Linked DNA regions of Mus musculus: regions 1 and 2 are each linked to region 3. A link is a contact called in public promoter capture Hi-C data. All regions are on one chromosome and are shown on one strand. Each heading gives the region's core, a stretch centred on a gene start, on an enhancer-like site or on the middle of the called end of the contact. The rest is flanking DNA. Distances are from core to core; before and after follow the strand shown.

What was found. Promoter capture Hi-C pulls out the DNA fragments that hold promoters and counts their contacts. Capture Hi-C pulls out chosen DNA fragments and counts their contacts.
Region 1: a promoter capture Hi-C map of macrophages shows a contact between it and region 3, with 6 read pairs. The contact joins the promoter of Wfdc21 here to the promoter of Ccl6 in region 3. A contact is called at or near these places in 25 of 39 promoter capture datasets (the 3T3-L1 cell line, 3T3-L1-derived adipocytes, the C10 cell line and 15 more), 1 of 15 datasets of contacts at CTCF or cohesin (the NIH/3T3 cell line), 4 of 484 Hi-C or Micro-C datasets (LSK cells, bone marrow-derived macrophages, embryonic fibroblasts and 1 more), 12 of 115 datasets of contacts at active chromatin or transcription factors (the 230-238 cell line, the HPC-7 cell line, cardiomyocytes and 6 more) and 5 of 9 other capture datasets (adipose tissue, embryonic stem cells, liver and 2 more).
Region 2: a contact with region 3 is called in a promoter capture Hi-C map of adipose tissue. The contact joins the promoter of Mmp28 here to the promoter of Ccl6 in region 3. A contact is called at or near these places in 2 of 9 other capture datasets (adipose tissue and liver).

Annotation. Positions count from the first base shown.
Region 1 is chr11:83,745,366-83,748,405 of GRCm38.p6, forward strand. It overlaps Wfdc21 (WAP four-disulfide core domain 21), which reads left to right and starts at 1,575. Exons shown (of 3, transcript NM_183249.2): 1 at 1,575-1,758. The coding sequence starts at 1,662.
Region 2 is chr11:83,461,738-83,465,016 of GRCm38.p6, forward strand. It overlaps Mmp28 (matrix metallopeptidase 28 (epilysin)), which reads right to left and starts at 1,303. Exons shown (of 8, transcript NM_001320300.1): 1 at 1,011-1,303. The coding sequence starts at 1,121.
Region 3 is chr11:83,591,521-83,594,405 of GRCm38.p6, forward strand. Ccl6 (chemokine (C-C motif) ligand 6) reads right to left here and starts at 1,567. Exons shown (of 4, transcript NM_009139.3): 1 at 1,346-1,567. The coding sequence starts at 1,421. The region is part of intron 1 of E230016K23Rik (RIKEN cDNA E230016K23 gene); the gene reads left to right.

The DNA.
Region 1 (3,040 bases), core at 325-2,824, 150 kb after region 3:
GTCAGTAATATACCAGATTTTGGACTATTGCAGAAATTGTACACCAGTGGGCTAGGCAGAGTGGAGTTAAAGCAGCTTGCAAAAATACTTTCTGCACGGCCCATAACTCTGTCTTCTAACCCCCTTGAGAGAGCTAGCAGTGTATGGCATCAGTTGTTTGTCAGAGGACCTCCAGCTTGTGGCATGTAAGATCTGTGACAAATGAAAGGAAGAGACTCTTCCTGTAGCTCCAGAATTAGGAACCATAGTCCTTGTGAAATGATAGTCCTCTCTTCCTCCCTCTCTCCCCTCGTGTGCGTGTGCGTGTGCGTGTGTGCGTGTGTGTTCCTAGGAATTAAACTTAGGGCCCCTGCCCTCTACTGTTGAAATAAACCATTTTCCCAGACACCTACAAAGGCACAACAAACTGATCCTGTGACTTCTCCCTCTCCCTCTTACCCCCTGCTTCCAGCTCATTTCATGTTAAGGTATTTTATGAGTTACAGTATTTGTCTTACTTAGGGTTTCTATGACTGCAATGAAACACCATGACCAGAAAGCCAGTTGGGGAGGAAAGGGGCTTTTTGGCTTACACTGCCAGATCATTGGAAGAAGTCAGGACAGGAACTCAAGCAGGGCTGGAACCTGGAGGCAAGAACCATGGAAGGAAACTGATTACTGGCTTGCTCAGTCTGCTTTCTTAGAGATGCTAGGACCACCACCAGCCCAGGGATGGCACCACCCACAATGGGCTGGGCCCTCTCCCATTGATCACTAATTGAGAAAATGCCTTAGAGCTGGATCTCATAGAGGCCTCTTCTTCACTGAGGCTCCTTTCTCTCTGGGAACTCTAGCTTGTATCAAATTGACACATTGTGTGTGCTCCTCCCCCACCACCAGGGAAAGAAGAGGGTATCTCCCCTGGCACCCAAACCACAGATGGTCTGAGTTACAAATCACTCATCTGGATTAGCAGGCGTGTCTACAAGAAGGAAGAAGTGAAAGCTCACACCTGGGCTAGTTGTCACTCTCACCCCACTCACTCTCCAAGTCGCACAGCAGTGGTGCAGCCTGAGAGGCATCCTGGGAGGGTTTGATGTAGATATTGACAGCTGGGGTTCCCCAAAATGAAGGCTCCAAACAGCAGAGATGATGGCATCAAGGCAGAGGGAACGACGCTGGCTTACTGTCTCCTCAACAGGTGGCCGCACCCCACTGGCTCTCCCACGGTCTCTCCCTGCCCTCAGTTACAGGAACAACTGTCCTAGAGCAAGGAGAGAGAAGTACAAAAGCAGATGGTGTCCTAGCTGACACCCAGCTCCTGGATTGTCATTCCCTGAGGACACATTCCTTATCACAGCTCATTCCTGGCCCAGAGTAGATCTCTAATACTTCATTGAAAAGGAACGAGAGTCCCTTACCACCCCAGCTTTCCAACTTTAGGAGGACTATCTGTGGAACAGAGGGTGTTCTGTGGCACGGAGCTTGGCTTGAGTAAGATGGCACTACCCAGGACATACATAGTGTGTGTCCCTGGCAATGCTGGTTTCCAGGCGGGGCTTTGGCTTCTGTGGTGTGCAGGCCCGCCCCTAGCCTTGCTGCCTAGCTCAGTGGGTGAAGAGGTTTAAATTCTGGCAGCTCTTGGCCCTGCTGCGTATTGGCTAACATCCTTCAGCAGCAGCATGAAGCTAGGAGCCTTCCTTCTGTTGGTGTCCCTCATCACCCTCAGCCTAGAGGTACAGGAGCTGCAGGCTGCAGTGAGACCTCTGCAGCTTTTAGGTACGTCTGGGCAAACACGGTTGCACTATTCTTCCTCAAGTGAGGGGTGAGAAGACATCCAGAACCAGTGTGTGCAGGAAGGAGGGAGAAACTGGAGGAAAGAGTTCTCTTTAGGATCCTCCTTGATGGTCACCTCTGAATTCCCCAGAACAGAATCCCTCTTCTGCTTTCCCTCTCTCCATTCCCTGGGTCACCTGACTGGACCCCCCTCCTGCTTGCTCCTCAGCCAAGCTCCCTCTCCCAGACGTCTCCTTCTCTACTGGCGTCTACCTTGACCTGTCTACAGAAAATATTCTTGTAATTATGCTAGACACAGGTCAATCTCAATCTTCTTTACCAATATTATTCTCAGAAAGGGTTTTGTTGCCGTGGGTTTTCATTGTTGTTTGTTTGTATGTTTGCCCAAGCTGGCCAGGAACTGACTGTGTAACCCAGGCTGACCTCAACAACATGGCAATCTTCCTGCTTCATCTTGCTATGCTGGGATTACAAGCACAATCCACCCCATCTTATTTGGCCTCAAAGGACTACTCTTAATCCTCTGCCCATTCTTCCCTTAGCCCTTTTGTGACCACAGCCTCATCAAACTCCTGACACACTCTCCTCTGTAATAAAGTCTCGCCTTTGCAGACTGATGCTGTCTGCCCACCCCTACCCCACAACCCCTATCCTACAGCCAGCCAGCCCTGGATTATCTTGGACTGAATGCTTGCCCCTAAATGTCTTTAGATAGAGTTTAGCCTCTCGTCTTCACTCCATCAACTACCTGTTTTTGAAACAGTTTGCATCTCTTCCGTCCTTTGCCCTCTGTTGCCTCACTGTGTCCATCCCTGATTACTCCACAGCCCTGCCATTGCAAAAGCTTCCCAGAAGCCCTCTCCACCCCCTCTTCCTTCTTGGATGTGCTTACTAGTTGGATCCTGGTTCTGTCTATGCCTTTGCAGCAGATAATCCTCCCAAATGACCTTCTCTCAGTTTATTAAGTGAAATCCCAAATCCACAGGTCCTGATGGCCTGCTTGCCCTTTGCAACATTTATTTCTCCTGTTCCCAAACTCGCCCAGACCTCTACTTGCCAATCCTCCTGACTCCTCCTATTCCAGGGGAACTGGGAGTGGCAGATAATATGTCTAAGGGGTAGGACTTGAAGAGTCAGTCTCTGGTCCTGGGAGTGCCTCTGTAGGTCCTGTGTCCCAGGTCACACACGGACCTCCCCAAAGTTCCACCCTACTACATTTCCCCTTGTGACTTTTTGCATCTTTCCACACAGCACCCCTCCTGCT
Region 2 (3,279 bases), core at 53-2,552, 130 kb before region 3:
CAAGACTTGGCTTTGTAGGCAGAAGCCTTCCCTGGGACCTTAGGACTCTTGATGCTGTAAGAGTAAATCCAGAGAGACAAGCGAATCCTTATATGTGAAAGGGGAGCGTTGCCTCCTCTATTGCAAAGGGAGAGCTGAATGAGCCCGAGAGGATTACCTGTCAAGACAAGGTCGTTTCCAGATATTCCCCAGCAGTGATGGGAGCTAGTGAAAATAGGAGAAGCAGGGCAGGGGAGCAAGTCTGGGCACAGAAGCTGGACTCAAATGTTGAAAGCTTATTCCCGTCTCTTCTTACAATAGTGGATGGAGACCTAGGTCCTATTCTTGAGAAAAGAAACAGATGCTTCTTGGTGTGTCTGTCTGTCTGTCTATCTGTGTGTGTATGCGCACACACGTGAAATTGTTGCTAGTGCAATCACAAAGTAGAAAACACACCCTTTACACCAACCTCACTTCACCTCACAAAGGTTCCACTGTGCTACCCGCGCCAAGCAGAACCGAGGAAAATGAAATGAGAAATCTTTTGAGGTTCACCTGTCTCTTCCTCTTTTCTCACTTTTAGTCCAAAACCACTATTTAAAGCTCCCTAATACTCGCCTCTGCAGTCCCATGTGACAGATCGAACTAGTTTTGAGCAGTTTAAAAGGCTTGCTTTCAATAAGTAGGAAAGTGCAAGCCAGGAGGCCACAGTCACTCTGGTCAGTCAGCAGTACCCTCTGCAAGGCACTCAAGGTGTGGAGACATTTGATCGGTGAGCAGCTTGTCACCTCAGCTTAGCGGTGAAGGTGGGGTTCTCTCCGGGCTCTAGCCTGCCCGTCCTGTCTGGTAGCTGTGTCCTGACCCTGCTAGTTAATGCGGGATTGCAGGCCTGTGTAGTCCCAACAACTCTGGCTTAGGGAGTAACTCTGTCCTGTCTCTTTCTTTGTAAGCTGTCAGGGCAAAGGGACACAAATGGTCGCTCAGAGGGGACCGCGGGTGATGTCCCCCTCTCCGCCAGGCACACCCGGTACCTCTGCCTCCTGGCGCAGCTCCGGGAGTCCGTGCTGGGTGGGCTGTGCGTCCTGGCAGCCCCACAGCAGCAGCGGCAGGGCGCGCAGCAGGAGACTCACGCCAGCCACCATCGCAGCGAGCTGCTGGGGGGTGGTGGTCAGCTGTGCCCGACTCCCACGGATGCCAGTTCGTCGCGGCCCGCGTGCGGACCCACCAGGTCCCCAGGGTCCCTAGCGCCTGGTTCCACCGCCGCCCGAGGTTGTCCGGCACCCGCGATGCCTGCCTGTGGGTCAGTCAACCGGAGGACCGAGGGGGCGGAGAGGGGCGGGAGTGCCGGCCGCCGCCCCACCCACCAACCCGGCTGCCAGCCCTAGCCTCTTCCGCCAGCGGTGTAGCCGCTCCCGGCTCCTGCCGCAACTCTGTGCTTGGTTCCAGTTTCCCAAAAAGGGCGCGGGAGGATAGGACTCCTAGTCCTTCAGTTATTTAAGACTTTGGTAAAGAGGGGTCCTGGCCTATTGAGGCCTATTTCAGTCAAGCGAGGGGCAAGACACTTGACTGCGGGAAGAGAAGCCAGGACTGGGGTCAGGGAGCTGGGGCTTGAGTTTGAGAAGGGCTCCTTTGGAAATGCTCTGAGTCAAATGCTCTGCGACCCAGCCACCAGAAAGCTGTGTGGTCTTGTCACCTTTTCTGAACCTCTTATCACGGGAAAATGGGGATAATACATACATACATAGATTTTGGCGTTTGAGGGAAGATTCAATGAGATCATGCCTGTACATTAGTAAGCTTGCATGATGCCTGGTATCAGTCAGAACACAAACAGCAGGGCTCAGTGGTGCCACCCATGGTAAAGGATCATCGACTTCAAGTGTCGATGATCTTCATCAGTAGGAGAGTATCTGGCATTTAGTTCCCAGAACAGTATGAACATGAAGGGCACACAGAGCAAAAGACTGTATAGCCTATACAGTGTGTAAGAACAGAGTGGAAAGACTTCTCTGACAGCCTTTGCTCCACACATACTGAGCAAAAGTGTTATCTTGGAGAGTGAGCACAGGTTGCTATCTCAGTCCACTCATATGTAAAATGCAAATGAACCCAGGACATTTGGACTTCATCTTTCTGGGGTCGGATGAGGGTTGTAAAAATAATCTGAACTCTATTAAACGCTAAACAAAAAAAAGTAATGCAGTGTTATAACCCGAGGCTCAGGGCCTCAACTACCCTCAAAGTCTTGTGCTATTAGAAAGACGCTACTGGGGTAGAGGAATTGGAAAAAATTCTTTGCCTACACATCCCCATCTTTATAAACAGGCGTTCCCTGCGGCAATAATTGGAAACAGCACCCTCTTCCCCCATAGCTTCCAACTAACCAATGAAAAGGGGGCACCCATCTCTGGGGAGAAAGACCAATGAGAAAAAGCCACCCTTCCCTTGGGCAGACAATCCCTGTGCCAGAGGCGGCTGGGAGCAGAATTGGAGATGGGTTTGCTTAACTATGCAGTGGGGGAGTCTCCTCAGAAGTGATGCCTGGAGCTTGAGCTTTGTCCTCTGAGAGCTTTCAGTCTACCTACATGGCCTACAATGTAAATTCTCAGTAGGAACAAGACAAAATGTGGACAAGCTTTGGTGGCCCATAGAAGAGATTCTGAAGGAGAGTGGGAGGGAGTTACTAGAGATAGCCAATAAAAGTACAGTCCTCAACTAAACTTCAGAATCACATTAACAGTTGTCCAACATGGGTGGATGTCATATGGTGTGTGGGACAGGCATACTAGACGTGATCAATTGAGACAAAGTTCAGCTGGGCATCTTATAATTTAGCTGGCAACTTTAGGGTATGTATATGAGTTATGGATATGGCAAGCACATGGTAGCCTTGCCTAATGGGTGGATTTTAACAGGCTCAAAAACACAGGCTCAGGGAGCTTTGGGCAAGTGTCAGTAAGGGATTCCTATCTGAGAGGAGACTCCAAGCTGAAGTCCAATCTGGGCTTGCCAATTCTTTCTCCAGTTAGATTCTCTCCATCTTCTCTGGCACATCTCAGAGAGTCCATTTCGGTTACGCTAATAAGAAAGGGGGAGAGGGAGCGGTGGGTCTCTAGATTACTAGGCATCTGGAAGAATGCAGGCATGGATTTCTATGAATGCCCGGTTAATCCCACCCATGGACCTTTTACACTAGCACCACGGCTGGGTTTAGGAGCTACCTTGTTCCACTTTACCTTGTCCCCTCAGTTATGCTACTAGGGGAAAAACAAACAAACAAACAACAACCATCACACGTAT
Region 3 (2,885 bases), core at 317-2,816:
TCATTTCTCAGCATCCATGTCAGGTGGTTTATACTGCCTGTAACTCCAGCTCCAGGGGGTCCACCACCTTCTTCTGTCCTCCAAAGGCATCTATTTGCACACAGGTGTGCATGCACATACTCAGACATGTGCATGCATAAAAACAGAATAAGTCTAACTAAAATAGTGGCATTCACTTCTTATACCAAAGCAAAAATGAATGATTTTGGCAGTAAGGATTAAGCTATCAACTTATCCAGCAATCATCTTCCATTGTTCTTAGCTGATTTCTTTTATAGAGTTGGTCTACGTCTTTGGAGCTTCCACATCCACAGAGTCAACCAAGAAAACATTTCCTGAAATATAACTGGAACACTAGAGACTTTTTGCCATGATTCCCTGGATAACAATATAGTGACTGTTTACTGACATTTAAGTGGTTTTAAGTCTTAAAAATATCTAGAGATTTTTTTTAAACACACAGATGAAGATGTGTGTGGGTTATAGATATGAAATCTGTGGATTTTGATATCCACATGGGTCTAGGGTCCCAGGACACCCAGAAATGGTGTAATTAGTATGGCGTACTCTAAGGAGGCATGTAGATACATTGTAGCATACTTCATGGGTCTAGGTAGACCTTGCAAAACCCAGAAAAGATCCCAAATGACTATATCTTTCTATACTCCATCCCAGGCTGGTCCCTACCCTAATCCCACCACTCACTAGCCTTAATCTTAAACTTCTGATATAGTTTTCTTATTTATAAAATGACAGCAACCATGATAGTGAGGGAAAATATACAAAATCATTGATGGCTTACTGTTTTCCAGTACAAAAAAAAATATGCAACTTCCCATTGTTTAGTATGACATCTACCCTACAGTAGCTGTCTGTCCAGCACATAAGAAGCACTAGCTAATGCACTTGTCAAATAAAAGAACAGCGTGGTTAAATGGTCTTGGGTTGAATTGATTACCTGCCTGTCCCACTTCTTCAAAATGATGGCTTTGTAGAGGTGGTGTCAGACACTTCAACCATCATGCCTCCTGCAAGACTGCTACCCTCCCACTTATAATTTTACTCCTATTCTTATGAGTTAATGCTTGGTCCTGTGTCAGCTAAATAAACTCGTCAAGCATAATTATTTCCCCAAGTGGGAGCCAGCCTCTGTGTTGCATTTCTTTCAGAGCCTAAAGGCTACAGAGGCAGATCTATAACTTGATGCTGCTTCTTAGGGAATTCCATCACCATGTCAAGGATGGAATATTTCCAGGAGGGCAGTGCTCTCCTTCTCTAGCTCCCCTCCAGTTCTGCAGGTCTCACAGACTTGCCCCCTGGGTTGAGAGGGCTCAAGTGAACTCACCTTGTATGAGGCCAGCCTGGGACCCAAGGACAGCCACAAGGATAAAGAATGAAATGGCAGTCTTGGAGTTTCTCATCCTCCTGGAGGACAGGCCCAGCTGGTCTGAGAATTTTTGCTCACTCCTCCCTGATTCTCTGGCCTGCCCTGGTATTTATAAGCTAGGAGGTTCAGGAAGTGCCAGGGTAGAGTTCAGAATGCTGTCCCTGGCTACATAATACACAACAGGCTAGTTCTAAAAGAGGGAACAAGATTGAAAATGCAACAGGAAGTGGAGGGCCAAGAATGCAACAGGAAGCGAGGGCAAAGGTCATGGTGGGCTAGAAAAACAGGGGCAACGAGGGGATGTTAGAGAGAAAGGAGCCTTAGAGGTCTTCTTGGTGTGTTGGACTACATAGCTAGTAAGTGGTGGAATTAGGATAGGAGCTATCCTGAAAGAGGGTATGAAAAGACATGGTCATTTGCAATATTTTCTGTTTTTGCAAACTCCATCCAGAACATGTTATAAGCTGAGAGTCAAGAATTTCAGCATAATTAACAAAGAAAAGTTGCCTATAGAGAAAACATTCCTTATGTACAGAGATATCTTAAAAAGAATATTAATATAACAATGGATTATGCCGCTTATATACTTATTAAAAAGCAATGGACTATGTTCAATAATATTTGATATTTAGGTATGGCGTAATTCCTTTCACAGATGTGAACATGCAATTTTCTGAGAATCTTACAAATAAGACTAAACATTTCGTTATAGTGAAAGCTACCTCAACTTCCTTGTGGGATCCTCATGACCAAGGGCGATAGCATATGAGCTGCAATCATCCTTAACGAACCTCAAGAACCACTCTCTGATCTCATCTACCAAAAAAAGAGAAAGTTCTTAGCAGCCCTTTGGGCTATAACTTCAGAGGCTACCAAAGTTATACCTGTTGGCTGTTGTACCTCAATTGTAACTTAGCTGTGACTCTCTTGGGAAGTCCATGCCCACACCTGAGTGTGTAATGTCCATTTCCCAAGTGTCTCTATTCACACTCATATATAAGTTTATGTTTTGTTTTGTTTTTTAAAATCTCTTTCTAGTAAACTCCATCACTAGGGTTGGAGAGGCAGCTTAATTGTTCAGAGCACAATCTGCTGCTACAGAGGACCCCAGTTTGATTTTCAGCAACCACAGTGGGCAGCTTGCAACTGCCAGGAACTCCAGCTGCAGAAGGATCTGACTGATGTTTCTGGCCCCTGTGGGCACTTGCACATGCACATGTGTGCTGGTGCACAACCACCACCACCACACACACACACACACACACCACACATGCACACCACACATGCACACACACACCACACACATGCACACACACATATACATAATTAATGATAGCAAATAAATATTTTTAAACCCTCCCATGCTGCTTCATATTGTCTGTCCTGAAATTTTTTTTATACAGTCAAGCACCCTGCTTCATCTGTACTTAGGGCTCTGGAAAGAACTTCCCAGACTGGCACATGTAGCAGCATGGAGCAGTGCCCAGTTCATGCCCAA